Regions from separate parts of the Anas platyrhynchos genome. Here region 2 is linked to region 1. The links are chromatin contacts, called in public Hi-C maps. All regions are on one chromosome and are shown on one strand. Each heading gives the region's core, a stretch centred on a gene start, on an enhancer-like site or on the middle of the called end of the contact. The rest is flanking DNA. Distances are from core to core; before and after follow the strand shown.

Evidence for each region. A called contact is a pair of places that touch in the nucleus more often than the background predicts.
Region 2: a Hi-C map of subcutaneous adipose tissue shows a contact between it and region 1, with 4 times the contacts expected there. The contact joins two enhancer-like sites. A contact is called at or near these places in 3 of 8 Hi-C or Micro-C datasets (F1 follicle, skeletal muscle and subcutaneous adipose tissue).

What each region holds. Positions count from the first base shown.
Region 1 is chr1:195,654,839-195,662,110 of IASCAAS_PekinDuck_T2T, forward strand. No RefSeq gene overlaps it. Among named protein-coding and RNA genes, the nearest start is that of FAM76B, 16 kb to the left of the region's middle. Within about 2 kb of position 2,828, at least 2 of the 8 cell types and tissues checked have an H3K27ac peak or open chromatin away from gene starts, as enhancers often do.
Region 2 is chr1:195,824,921-195,831,486 of IASCAAS_PekinDuck_T2T, forward strand. It overlaps SESN3 (sestrin 3), which reads left to right. Exons shown (of 9, transcript XM_072032770.1): 9 at 1-1,059. It overlaps ENDOD1 (endonuclease domain containing 1), which reads right to left. Exons shown (of 2, transcript XM_005012846.6): 2 at 5,756-6,566. Among named protein-coding and RNA genes, the nearest start is that of ENDOD1, 11 kb to the right of the region's middle. Within about 2 kb of position 1,806, at least 1 of the 8 cell types and tissues checked has an H3K27ac peak or open chromatin away from gene starts, as enhancers often do.

The DNA of each region.
Region 1 (7,272 bases), core at 1,578-4,077:
CTTTTTATGCGCTTCAAATGAGGAGGGAAGATAAGCATCAGCACTTGTATTTAGAAGTACCTGAACTGTTGGTCAGTTACCTACAAGATTGTTCTTCCTACATATGTTGTGTATAGGGAGGTGATTGAGACTGGAAGTGAAGCTTACAATTTCTGTGTCCATTTTCTTTGTTTAGGGAGAAGTTGGCCGCCCATACACTGTACTCTAAGTCACAGTGGTCCTGGTGTTTAAAGCTTTTGTGCTGTAGTTCATAGTTTTTTTTTGTATTTTTCTCAGACATCAGTTCCTCTTCCCAAAATCTAGCAGAATGCTTCCCATTTAAGAATTAAAAGTTCAGAACAGGGGAAAAAAAAGTCAAAACAAGAAATAAGAATCTGTAGCTTTCTGGTCAACACAGTTACCTACAAGGGGGGAATATTTGGGTTTCAGAGCCCTGCTCTTACAGCAGTGTGGATTTTATATTAGATATAATAATGAATAATATGCTGTTATAATATTGAATTGTTCTTAGCCAGATCTTAATGCAAATTTGCAGTGGATTTGGTGAAGCCATTTATTTTTAAAGCTGACAACCAAGCAAAGCCATGTGTGGTATCTAGTTTAGATGTAGTTTCCATGTAACCCATGCTAAACTTGTGTAACTGGCTATTCAACAGACTGCCTCCCTAGAAGAGATTTGCATCATTAGAAGCAAATTTCTTTAAGAAGTTTTATTTAAAATTGATGTCACCTGTGTGTAAGCACTTAAACTATTCTTGATGGTCTTCAGTAGTGTTAGAAGCTCTAAATCCACGCTGATCTATTTGAAAGCACTTAAGTTTATGGTTTCAAGCTGTAATCTTAAACTTTTTGAAATGGAGTAAAAGCTGTTCATGCAATGTTTTGTTGCTTCAAATGAGTTGCTAATCTTCTTTCAGTTGAAAATATTGCAATAGAAAATAAGTTTTCTCATGTTATGTGCGATTCCTGTTGCTTTCCACATGGAAGAGGTACTGATAAATAAAATGATGTGTGCTGAATCACACAGAAGTAGTAGGGGGAACCAGGCCAAGGGGATTGTTGGGGTAGAAGACAGATGTTTGACATGTTCCTGAGGAATGGAGCAGGGTGATAAAAGCTAACAGAAAGAAATCTCTGAGGTGTGTTACTCATTCAGGTGATGTGCTGAATCACAAGGAAGTTTTCTTCAAGCCACAGGTATCTAAGTATACAGAAATGGCAATCCTTTAAGGTAAAATGCAGCATTGTCTACGGGAGGGTTTTTGGTTTGTTTTTCTTTTCACAATAGTAGAGAACAAATTCAAGAAGCAAGCAGAGTAAAGAGCTTGAAAATATGAAGATGTGCAATGTAAAATACATCTTATAAGAAGTAAGTCATACTGTTTAGGCCTAGATAAAAAAAAAGTAAAACTGTAACAGAGCATTGTACACGTTTACCACAGCTGGGTCATGGTAGAAGATTCAACATACAACTTGAACCCATTTTGTCCGTCTGATCTTACACATTAGACAGAAATCATCCTTGGATGTAAACAGCAAATGAATCATTGATGTTTTCTCTTGCTTTAACCCAAACAGAAAGCACGTCTGGATTTGCAGGTTTCCCTGTGAAAACTTTCATTTCAGTGTGCTGGCACTGCTCTAACTGACCTTCTTACTCTGGGAATTCCTTGTCTCTATTTCTCCTTCTGCTGGGTAAAGGGAATTCTGCATTTTGACTGAATGGAGTTTAAGTACCAAGGATGCTGATGTGCTGAACAAGCCAGGTGAAAGTAGGGATTTGTGGTTTTGTTTGTTTGTTTGTTTGGAGTGTAGATTTTCCTTCTGTTAAGGTTTTCTTACTTTTAGAGTGCCTATCAAGTTCCTAAATTTGCAATTGGAAAAGAAGCCTTCCAACCTCTGAAGAATACTAATGGCTGAAGATAAACCTGCATCATCTTCGGGTGCTAAAGGTTGGTTTTAGAGGCATAAGCAGAAGACTGCTTTTATAGTGACACATTTTTGATTACAGAAGGCTTGTGGAAAAAGAAAAGTCAATTGGACCAACAAAGAGGTCAGAGCTGCCAAGGTGATTGTACTTTGGGTTGGGTCACAGGAATTTGACGCATTCCTGCTGTGGCTTTTACAGGTATTACAGTTTGCAGCCTGAGCTGATTTTTTAGCTCCAGATGTAACCCCTCTTTCAGTAGTAACTCATAGCACATTATCTGGAACTGGATGCTGAAGTCCTGGAAATGTTTTCCCTTATTTGAATCAACAGATACATGTTTTGCCTTATTTCAACAAAAGATAAGTACATTCACAGCTTGTCCTTCATCACGTATATCCAGTCAAGTCCTTTCCCTTTTAGGGAAGTTTTGGGAGCAAGTTGTATTTACAAATGTTTCTTAAGAAACTTTTTAAACTTTCTTAGACAATTCTTTGCATACTGCTGCAGATTTTGCAGAATTGTATGTGTTAATTTCCCCTCATGTTTGTATGCTCAAAATTCCACTGCATAAATGATAAAATTATTTCCTGGAATGTGTTTGTTCAGTCATGGTCTGCTGTTGAAAATAGTATATGCCTACATTGATTAAAATTCAACTTATGAAAATTTACTATCAACTAAAAACAAAAAATGTTTACTGCCAGAAAAATGTCTTTTTTCAGGTAGAGATTATTCTGCTTGTTGGATGTGAAGGTAAAAGTGAGGCATTTTCTTTCACCGCTGAAAGTCTGATGTGTTAATCTAGCTGAGTGCACTGAAGCAGCACTAATAGCTCTCCTACAACCTGGACAGTGCCATAGTTGCACAACACATTACCAAATGCAGCTGGGAACGGTAATTTCAGTAATTCCTTTGGGATCTGCAAGAAGTTGCTTGCCAGTGACTTGTCTGACTCAGGCTGTGCATCATTCATCAAAGTTATCTTGGTGCAAGATGCCTTTATATCATACAACAATAACATCCACCAAAGGTTGTGAGTACTCGTTCTTAGTCTTCCTGGAATAGCATGAAGTCATCTTGCTTCAGAAATAGAATAAAATAAATTGCCTTGCAAGATTCGGCTGAAATTTAATTTGAGTGCTCCTGGGTTAAAGATCATTCAATCTTTCTTCCTCTAATAACTCTGCTCCAGTTTCTTAGGGTGTGATGAATAGTCCTTTTCCTCGTGTTTTACATTAAAAGTAATTATATCCAAGGATTTTAATTTTAAAACAAACCCAACTTCAGATCTTGTTTATCAAAAGTCTGACGGAATGAAACACCTTTCTTCCTACATTCTAAGTTTACTAACTGAAGCTAGAGCTAAATAGGAATGACTGCCTACATCAGATTAACCACTAGATGCTGCTTAAACCACACAGTTTCTCAGCAGAGTTCAGCTGTAAATGCTTTTAGCACACAATCTGGCACTCGCAACGGGTAGCTCTTCCAGTTCAAACAGAATGCTAAAGCTAAAATGGGAATATCCTAACTACTGAAGTGGTTGTACTTTGGAATATATGTTAGAAAATATGAAATATATTTTGGAAAAATAATCAGTGATATTCAGTATATTTAACATAGTTTTATATATATATATGATACTATATAGTGATTTCTCAGATTGATTTACCTTAAGAAAGAAGCACCCGTGTTTTGTACATCAGGAAGAATATGTTGAAGTCTTACTCAGTCAATATAGATGAGTGATAAATCCATAGCGTTAGTCAGCGGATCTAGCATCTGAACCACGGATTAATAATGTAAATGATTTACTCATACCGCAGTAAGCAATACAAAGGTGAAAAGAATAGACTTTTTACTTGGAAAAATAGGGTTTAAAGCACACTATTTTCCTCTTTATTGGAGTCTGACACACACTCCTGATATGCATTTTCCCCTGTTTGAATCAGTAGGTATACATATTTAAAATCTTGTAGCTTTCTAGTGAGAGATGTCTGCTCATCTGCTCATTGTTTAAAGGCAAGATGTCTTGGGTTCACAAAGACCTAACTCTAGTACAAGAAAACATGTTTTAATTTGTACGTTTTATTGGCATTCTTTGCATTGTAATTATATCTTCTACAAGCAGTAACAGCACATCTTAAGGAGGAAGATCAAGGGATATGTGTCTGCAGATGACACAGAACTTGGAAGAGTGGCTGATGTGTCACAGGGTCGTGCTGCCATCCAGAGGGGCCTCGAGAGGTGGGCTGACAAGAATCGCATGAGGTTCAGCAAGGAGAGGTGCAGATCCTGCCCCTGGGGAGGAACAACCCCAGGCACTGGGACATGCTGGGGGCTATCCAGCTGGAAAGCAGCTCTGCAGAAATGGACCTGGGGGTCCTGGTGGACATCAAGTTGAATGTGAGCCAACAGTAGCTGAGCCCTGGCACAGGCTGCCCAGAGAGGTTGTGGAGTCTCCTCCTTGGAGATCTTCAAAAGCCACCTGGACGTGGTGCTGGGCAGCCTGCTCTGGGAGTCCCTGCTTGGGCAGGGCTTGGACCAGATGGACCCAGAGGTCCCTTCCAACCCCAACCATTCTGTGATTCTGTGATCTTGAAACTTAAGTGAGTAAACATATTTTTCTTCACTTGAACTATTAAAATACATGACTCTGTTATGAGAAAAAAAAAAAAAAGGCTAAGCAATCTTTTGATGTTTTCAGCTTTTTATTCACTGGGTTCAATTTAATAGAACTAAATAATAAAATAAAAATTCACCTGTTAAGCAGCGTTGCATAGTGAAATACTTTAACTGAAAGTAGATGATTGTTATGTAATCACCAAGATAGTTTGCTGAGCTTGGAAAATAAATTGTTTTGCTTGAAGAAGCATTTCTATAAGCTATTTTTGGAAACAAATGTTAAGTAAACAGAGCAGGGAGCTGTAACTTCCCATCTATTTGTTTCCCGTTAATCTGTTGCCAGCATGATATCATTCTTTTACAGCATGGCATAATTTTTTTTATGATTTGAATAAGTCTGTTTGAAAATAGGGAAGTATGGTTATCTCGCTATCCAAAACCTTAAAGTCCTTTTCCATTATTTTTTATGGTTAGTAACAGCATTCTAAATAAGTTTGAGGTGAAGGTTGTATGATGTTAAGACTACATATAGTTTTTGTGGTGTTTTCCCTTTATCCTAAGTCATATATCTTTTAATAAATATGTATGTTTTAAGTGGTGTCTTATGTGAAATGTCAGTATGTAACATGACAGTGTATGCTCTTTGAACACCTTGGTTTTGACAACAGAGCATTTAGTACATATACCCTGTCTTTTTTTTTTTTTGAAGTCCTAAGTACTGTATTTTTAGAGAAATTTGTTTTTTGTTGCTTTCTAATCAGGCCTCGTGTTAATTTAAACTTTGCTTATACATCAAAATCACAGATCATGCAATAAGAAAAGCATTATTTTGGAACTGATTGATTTTATTATGCATTTTTAGTCTATGCATTTACTGTAATCTATATGTCTAGCCTATACATTCTATACATAGAAGAGCTAACTCGAAGTACAGAGTAGTTCCTCACTTCTTTCTTTGTGGCAGGAGCCCGGAGTCCTGCAGTTCAATGACGAATGTAATTTCCCTTTAGTTTGTTGTTTTGATAAGAACAGATGCTTTTTTTTTTTTTTTCTGAAAAAAAAAAGTATCTTTCCAACAACACACAGAACATTACTTCTGAGTGAAAACACAGGGAAATAGAAATCACAGCAAAAATCAGATAACATCTTAATCCATTTATAGTACTGTCATACTTTCCATTAAATTGAGTAAACTAGGTGATAGTGGAAAAAAAAAATTAATCCAGATCATTTTGAAAAGCAGTAAATAGAAATTTTATGGTGATTCAGAGTGCACTCAAACTTAGTTCTGCTGTCAAGATTGCTATCAGGCTGATAAACAAACATTTGATCTCATAACAAAAAAAAAAAAAAGGCATGTTTTACAAAACAGCAAAATAACATGTTTCCCATGCTTGGGTTGTAGTTAGGAGCATAGATGTTGATATATTATTTACTGGAATAGTATCAAAGCTTATAAAAACAGTAATTTATCTAGTCTAGAAATATCACTGCTACTTCAGTAGAAAATGAAAGAGATTTGGGGTAACTGATACAAAATACTCTCGTGGCAGATAAGTTTTCTTTTTAACCTGTATTGAAAATTTGTGTGTACCCTAATTTGTTTCTTAAATCTTGTGCTGTGATCTCAGCTATATATTATGAGGAAAAGGTCCACAAAAAGTCATCTACCTGGTCCTGTGCAAAGCATTGGACACTGTTCCCCCATGATATCCTTGTGTCTAAACTGGAGAGACATGGATCTGATGGATGGATCACTTGGTGAGTAAGGAATTGGCTGGATGGTGGCACTCACAGAGTTGTGGTCAAAGGCTCAATGTCCAGGTGGACAGCACAAGAAGGACATGGAATTATTAGAGCAGGTCCAGAGGAAGGCCAGGAGGATGACTAAAGTGTTGGAGCACCTCTCTTGTAAATACAGGCTGGGGGATTTGGGGTTGTTCAGCCTGAAGAGAAGGCCCCAGGGAGACCTTACAGCGGCCTGCCAGTACCTAAAGGGGGCTACAGGAAAGCTGGGGAGGGACTCTGTGTCAGGGGGTGCAGTGATAGGACAAAGGGGAATGGCTTTAACTAAAAAGGGGAAGATTTAGATTAGATATAAGGAGGAAATTCTTCCCGCAGAGGGCGGTGAGGCCCTGTCCCAGGCTGCCCAGAGAAGCTGTGGATGCCCCATCCCTGGAGGTGCTCAAGGCCAGGCTGGATGGGGCTTTGGGCAACCTGGTCTGGTGGGAGGTGTCCCTGCCCATGGCAGGGGGTGGAGCTGGGTGGGCTTTAAGGTCCCTTCCAACCCAAACCATTCTGTGGTTCTATGATTCTACATTTCTAAATTCTGTTTATTTCACAATCTCTATGAGGGTTCTTTCTTAGTTAATATGTTTATTGGCTTAAAACGTAAAGGCTCTAACACTGCCATCCGGGATCGGCATATTCAGAGGTCCTCCTACTGTTTTTTATTCAATTAAATGACTTTGTTGCTACTCAGCACCAATGACTTTATCTCTTTGCAGTAAGATGTGTTCTTACAGAAGTAAATATGTTAGTCACTGTGCACATGAAAGAAAAAGGACCCTCAGCTCCTCAATATAAAATGCATTTCCATCTTCTTGACTCTTGTTCTAGTGCTATTTTTTGCCAACAGTATAAATTCATGGGTTTGGGTGCTGGAACTAGTGAAAGAGCTTTTCCGGCTCTCTGTGAAGGGACTCCACTGTCTAGTT
Region 2 (6,566 bases), core at 556-3,055, 170 kb after region 1:
CCCTGACACGTCCACCTCCAGCCCGGGCCCTGGTGTGAAATGTTGTGACCTCCTCGGCTCCGTGTGGGCGTGCTGCCCTCCCACACACACACACACACACGGGTGTACACGCAGAGACACCAGCTTCACCCGAGCCTTGCCGTGAGGAGGGACAGGCTGTGGATGGTGGATGCGGTGTGTCAGCAGCCTGTGGCTTCCAGGCCTCCCTCCCGTACCCAAATCAGCCTGATTTGACGTCCACGAAGCCTGGCTCGTTTTTAGGCTTCTCCAAAGACGGTCGTGGGTCTGAGCCTCCTGTCGGGACGTGCCCACTGCCCCAGGCTTGCAGCTCTCACCCTCTGGAGAGGGAATAAATGGGACCACGGCCCGGTGCGGCCTGGCCACCGCCACCTTTGTCCCCTTTGCTGCAGGGGCATTTTGGGACGGAGGAGGAGGCACAGCTCCGATCCTGCTGCTCCCTCACACCGTCCCCTGCAGCTCTACTCGCTGCCAGGTGAGGGTGGCACAGGGACAGCTCGCCCGTGGTGTCCCTTGGGCCACCGCCTTGGGACAGCTCGCAGGGTCCGTGCTTTCGCAGGAGGTTTGCCTGCAGCAAGGCAGCTGCTAGGAGTTACCTGTGGGTGTCCACAGCAGCTTTCACCATTTTTTTTTTTTCTGTTGATGGTTGATTGGTATTTTTTTTTATTTTTTTAATTTTTTTTTGCAGAGAACAGACTGACCTAGTGGGATGGATCTTTTCATTTTGTGTGTGACTTTTTTTTCCTTTCCTAGTTTTTAAGTTACCCGACTTGAATTTATCTGAACAGATGCAGAAGGAACTTTTTTTTTTTTTTTTTGTGAGTTAAGAGACAAAAAAACGCATTTTTAAACAAAGGAATTGTGTATTAACATTTTAACAGCAATTCATAAATCTGCACTTTTTATGAGGTTTTGAAAAATCTATTTATAGGTACGGAACAATGGGGTTTGTTTAAAACTGTATCGCATTTATACTTGCTGAAATTACTTTCATTGTTATCAGTAGGAATTTCATTGGTTAAATAAAACTGATAAAACATGGCTTGTGTTGGGTCCATTATTTACCACGTGCAACTGTGTTTTGGGAAGAGCTCTGGTCCTGAAGCGTCCTTCTCATCTGTGCACTTGTGCTGGTCTTTAGTCCAGGTCTGTATTGCAAGCACAGGTCCTGAAAAATCTTTGGCATTTGCTGAAGATGATGTCCTTTTAATATGTTGTTGTCAGTGATCAAGGCTGGGGCAATTGACAGTATTGTGGGTGCTGAGGGTGACAGCAATGCAGAGCTCACGCTGCAGCCGAATTACAGCACTATTTCACCCTCCCACCAGCCAAGTCCTGCCACGAACATGGGTACAGGCAGCTGAAGGGCCACCAAGGGGTTTTCCTGGGTGAGATGCTGATCGCCCTTTCAGAAAGACAAAACTGCTTAATGCAAGCTGTGGAGCTTTTTGTGTATCTCTGGTTTATCGCTGTGGGGTCTCCCTGCAGGTGTTCGAAACCTCCTGGACACGGTGCTGGGCATGGATCCACAGAGGGAGCCTCCTGTACTCCAGTTTGTGCCCATAGCCTCCTGTCCTGGCACTGGGCACCACTGACAAGAGCCCGGCCCCATCCCCTGTGCTCCCTCCCTTCAGGTGTTCACAGACACTGCTGAGATCCCCCTGAGCCTCCTCTTCTCCATCCTGAGCAGCCCCAGCTCTCTCAGCCTCTCCTCGCAGCAGAGGTGCTCCAGGCCCTTTGTCACCTCGGTGGCCCTCTGCTGGGCGCTCACCAGTACGTCCAGGCCTCCCTTGTACTGGGAATGCCAGAACCAACACGGGACTCGAGGTGAGGCCTCACTGGTGCCGAGCAGAGGGGAAGCATCACCTCGCCTGCCCTGCTGGCAGTTTGCAGCCAGGTCACATCCGTAAGATTGGATGGGCTCAATTTCAGCTTTTACTGGGGTTTCCTAGGCCTCCTCCCAGCACAGCCTTGGGTTCTTCGCTCCGAGGCACTGGGAGGAACTGGTGACCAGCCCCGGCCCCTTTGTAGGGCAGCTAATGGGCTGAGGTGCAGCCACCAGCCCGTGACTTGACTTCAAAATGCAACCCAAAGCAGCCCAACTGGAAGGCCAGGTGTGAGCACGCTCGTTTATTTATTCCCCCCAACAACTTTTAATTTGATCGTGGCTGAGCAACCTGGTGAGGTGCTTGGAGAGCAGAGCGGGGGCCTTACAGACGCAAGGCAGGATTGGGGGTGTTATAAATGGCCTCATCCATCACCATAACTAGCTCGTGTAAATACGCCTGGTTTTGTGCTTTTCAATGTATAAAATAAGAAAATCACAGGATATATGTATTTCCTGCATAGCTAAAAGCTGCATGTGTGTGCTTTTTGTGCTCTGGCTTTCATCAGGCCTCCCGAGCAAAGCTTGGACATCCCTGACCTGCAGGAAGCTGCTGCTCCAAAAGGGAAAAAGCCCTCCGTCCCTTCCCGGCTGGGGTGGCGAGTAGAAAATTAAAATAAAATAAAGTAAAGTAAAATAAAATAAAATAAAATATAAAATAAAATAATATAAAATATAAAATAAAATAAAATAAAATAAAATAAAATAAAATAAAATAAAATAAAATAAAATAAAATAAAATAAAATAAAAAATATAAAATAAAAATAATTTTAGCTGAAACTGAAGTGTTTTAGTAGTCATCGGGTTTTGATTTGACCATTTGTTCCCCAGTTTCTGTCGCAAGGAGTGACCCCGTAGAAAAGGGCCAGCTCCAGCCCTGGCCACCTGTGCCACGCTGTCCTCAGGGCCTGGTGCCTCTCATGACGCACCAAAACCTCCAGCAGAAGAGCTGGGCTGGGGACTTTACACTGTCTGAGCGCAGACGTGTAATTTGCCTTGCTACATGACCTGACTAATCTCTCGTGGCTCCTCGGCGACCTGGGAGCCTCCAGCAGAGGGTGAGCTCTGCGCTGAATCACCTGGGGGAGCCCGATCCTCCTGCACCCCGCACGTCATGGGAAATGTGGTTGGGCTGCATCGCTCACCTCACAGAAGATTAAACTGCTCACACCTGCAATACAGAACCACAGAACTGAAGGGGTCGGAAGGGGCCTCCAGAGCTCATCGGGTCCACCCCCCCTGCCAACGCAGGTTCCTCAGAGCAGGCTGCCCAGGGAGGCGTCCAGACAGGCCTTGAATCTCTCCACAGAAGGAGACCCCACAGCCTCCCTGGGCAGCCTGTCCCGGTGCTCCGTCACCCTCACTGTGAAGAAATTCTTTGCATGTTGGTGCAGAACTGCCTGGGCTCCATCTTGTGGCCACTGCCCCTTGTCCTGTCCCCAGAAACCGCTGAAAAGAGGTTGGCCAAACCCCTCTGTCCCCCACACCTCAGGTATTTATACACGTTGATGAGATCCCCTCTCAGCCTTATCTTCTCCAGGCTGACCAGCCCCAGGTCTCTCAGCCTCTCCTCACAGGGAAGCTGCTCCAGGCCCCGTATCATCTTTGTGGCCCTCTGCTGGACTCTTTCCCTGTCTTTTTTGTACCGGGGAGCCCAGAACTGGACACAGCACTCCAGGGAAGGCCTGACCAGGGCAGAGTAGAGGGGGAGGATCAATACAGCACAGTGATGTTGAAAAAATCCATTGAAAACATTTTTATTAGATTTAAACTAAACCCCGTTGTTTTATGTATATATACTGAAAAAGAAAAACAAAGCAAGAAAGGCGTAATTTTTGCAGAAAGGGGCTTTTCTGTAAGAACAGAAGAAGCTCAGGCAGAGAAATCCCTACCAGCTCTAATTAATAGACCTGGGTGCAAATTACCACTGCCATGGAGGAGCAGAACCCCACTGCCATGCCCCGGGGTGCCAAGCTCAGTGCCCAGCGTCTGCAGCTGCCCACAGCTGATGGGGAAAGAGAAAAACTTCGAATACTGAGGGAAATAAAGGACAGCCACCAGGTTCTCAGACACATCCCGACTCACACAAGCCAGGCCAACGTGACCTTCCCTCCTGTACCCTGTGGGGTCTGCAGCAAGGGGCACCTCAAAGGTCTCCATGGTTCGGCCAAGTCCCCTCAGCCACCAGCCCCAAACTGAGCTTCACAGCCCGCAGCAAATGGTCACAATTTCAGTACTTTTGGAAGGAAAACATTCTTTTTTTCACACTTAAAAGTGGAAGAAAATGAGACAGAAGGTAAGGCGGGCACCGCTCTGGGATGGAAACAGCCCTGTTCACGTGCCGGGCTTGCCTTTAGGCAGGAGAAAGTGCTGAACATCCACGTCTACACCTCAAATCCACACCGTGCACTGCTCTTGGATGTTTCTGGTCCTTCTTCCAAGCTGGACCTGAAACGCCTTTTCCACTAGAAAAGACAAATTGCTGTGAAAATTAAAAAAAAAAATAATCCTGTTTGATAAATCATCCCTCTCTGACAATCTATTTCCCTGGAGATCTTCCAGCCGGCTGCAATGCTAACACCACTGGGGAACCCGCAGGCCTTTCTGCTTGGCTGGAAAACGCCGCTTCTGCTGAAATCAACGGCAGATGTCACCCGGTGCGAGGCACGTTCCCGAATCGAAGCGGGTTCAAGGCTGTGCGGAGGGGAGAAATGAGGACGTGCCCCCGCAGGGTATCGCGGTCACGCACACCGCAGGCACACCTTGAGTTTTGTGCTGCCAGGAAATCCTTCCTGGCTAAGCAAGTTGCTCGTGTAGGTATTTCCTGATACCTTCCTCATCTGCTGGCGCTGCCTAAGCTGGAGGGAGGACTCGGGAACGAGCAGGGCTCGGCTCCCTGCTCAGATGCAGCAGCCCCTGTCTGCAGAGAGGAGCAGCTCCAAAACGTAAAATGGCACCAAAAAGGGATTGGGAGGACCTGAGCCCGGGGCTGGGGGCTGTGAGTGGTGCTGCCGGGGCTGCTGTGCTTGTAGGGCACGGCTGGTTTCTCTGGGCCCAACCCCAGAGGGAAGATAACTGCGATAAGGGATGCCTCGATGTGCGCAGAAGCTCCTGTGCTGAAGGGCTGGGTGGGCTGGTTGAGGGGAGATCAGTACATATCACCTTCCCCATCCTGTGGGTGACTCCCAGCCCGTAATCATCCCATAAAGATAAGGAGGGGCAGCCCTTCCCCTGCTGGGTCACCCGTGGCTGAGGGCTCCCCTCCCATGTGCTGAGAGGTGCCCGCACCTTACTCACCCCTGGTGGTTTGTAGTTGGTGGAGGAGAGCAGCTGCTCCTAGGGGTAACAGGTCTTCTTCTAAACATCTGCTTGTATCCAGCAGCATCCCACAAGAGTGAATTTCTCCCTGCCAGCCGCAAAGCAGCCAAGGTGACCTGCCCGGGTGCAGCCACTGAGGACCGGTCTCCCCCTTTTCCTCTTCTGCCTCAAGCCCCAGCCAACGTGGGCTCAGGGAGCCGCTCTCCACGCAGATCCTGCCCCCGTTCCTGCACACAGAAACCTCCTTCCCTGCTCCCGTCCTGCCCCACCTCACCCAGGCTGTCTGAGCACACACCTCCTTTGGCACATAGGGAGCGAAACGTGTCTGCTGCAACCCCCAGCTCCTACCTGCGTACTCTAATAAATGCGCTTTTGAAAATGCAAAGGTGTTTTCAAAGCAGAAAAGGGCCATTAATATCAGGTGTCAGGCCTTAACAAAGAGCGACTATGCTGCTCTTACTTCCCTGATTAGCCGGAGCTCGCTGGGCTGCATTATCTTGTTTGCAGCTGGGACAGAAACGTGATACCAGCCCTCCTTTGGAAAAGTAACTTTTATTTTGTTAAAGCCATACATTTCCTAGGACAGAGTAAAGCTCACAAGCCATAAATCATGCCCAGATAAGAATGATCTGAAGCCATGGTCTGCAGCAGGATGTTGCTTGTTCTGTAACAATTACTGGGTGTTTCAGGCAGATTTCCCATGGCCTGCTCAGACATGCAGCAGAGAAGAAAAACGACCTGTGCTGGTTAGGGTTCGTCACGGCTGCAATCCGAGCGTGTTCAGACCCTTTTAACAGCCCCACGTCTGCCCAGCTTGGGTTGTGTTTGCCTGCTAGATGCAGAGGTAGGTCTGGATGCAAGGCAGGCGGCTGCCTCTCTGCTGGGAGCAGCGACCGTGCCCCTTGGATCCAAATCCCTCTGCTGACAGCTTGAGGACGAAGGAGGGGTTTGCCAAATGTTGCTGACTTCACCTGATCAGGCCCTGATGAGCACAAAAAGTTGCCTTTCCCCATGAAGAAAGCCAGCTGGGAGGCCACCCTTCCCCCCCCACGAAGCACCTCTCACACGGGGTGCTTGGTGGGGGCAATGACGAGTTGTCCCCTGTCCCCAGCCACCTTAGGGGGGAGAAATCCTTCACTCAGAGGGTGGCACAGAGAAGCTGTGGGTGCCCCATCCCTGGAGGTGTTCAGGGCCAGGCTGGATGGGGCTTTGGGCAACAAGCAGCAAAACTCCCCCCGTGCTCCCTGCTCATCTCCTGTCCCCTGCTCCCCAGGTGCCTTTTGGTAAGGACACCACCGAGCCAGACCAGTAAGAAAGGCACAGCCACTTTCCTTCTGTCCTGCA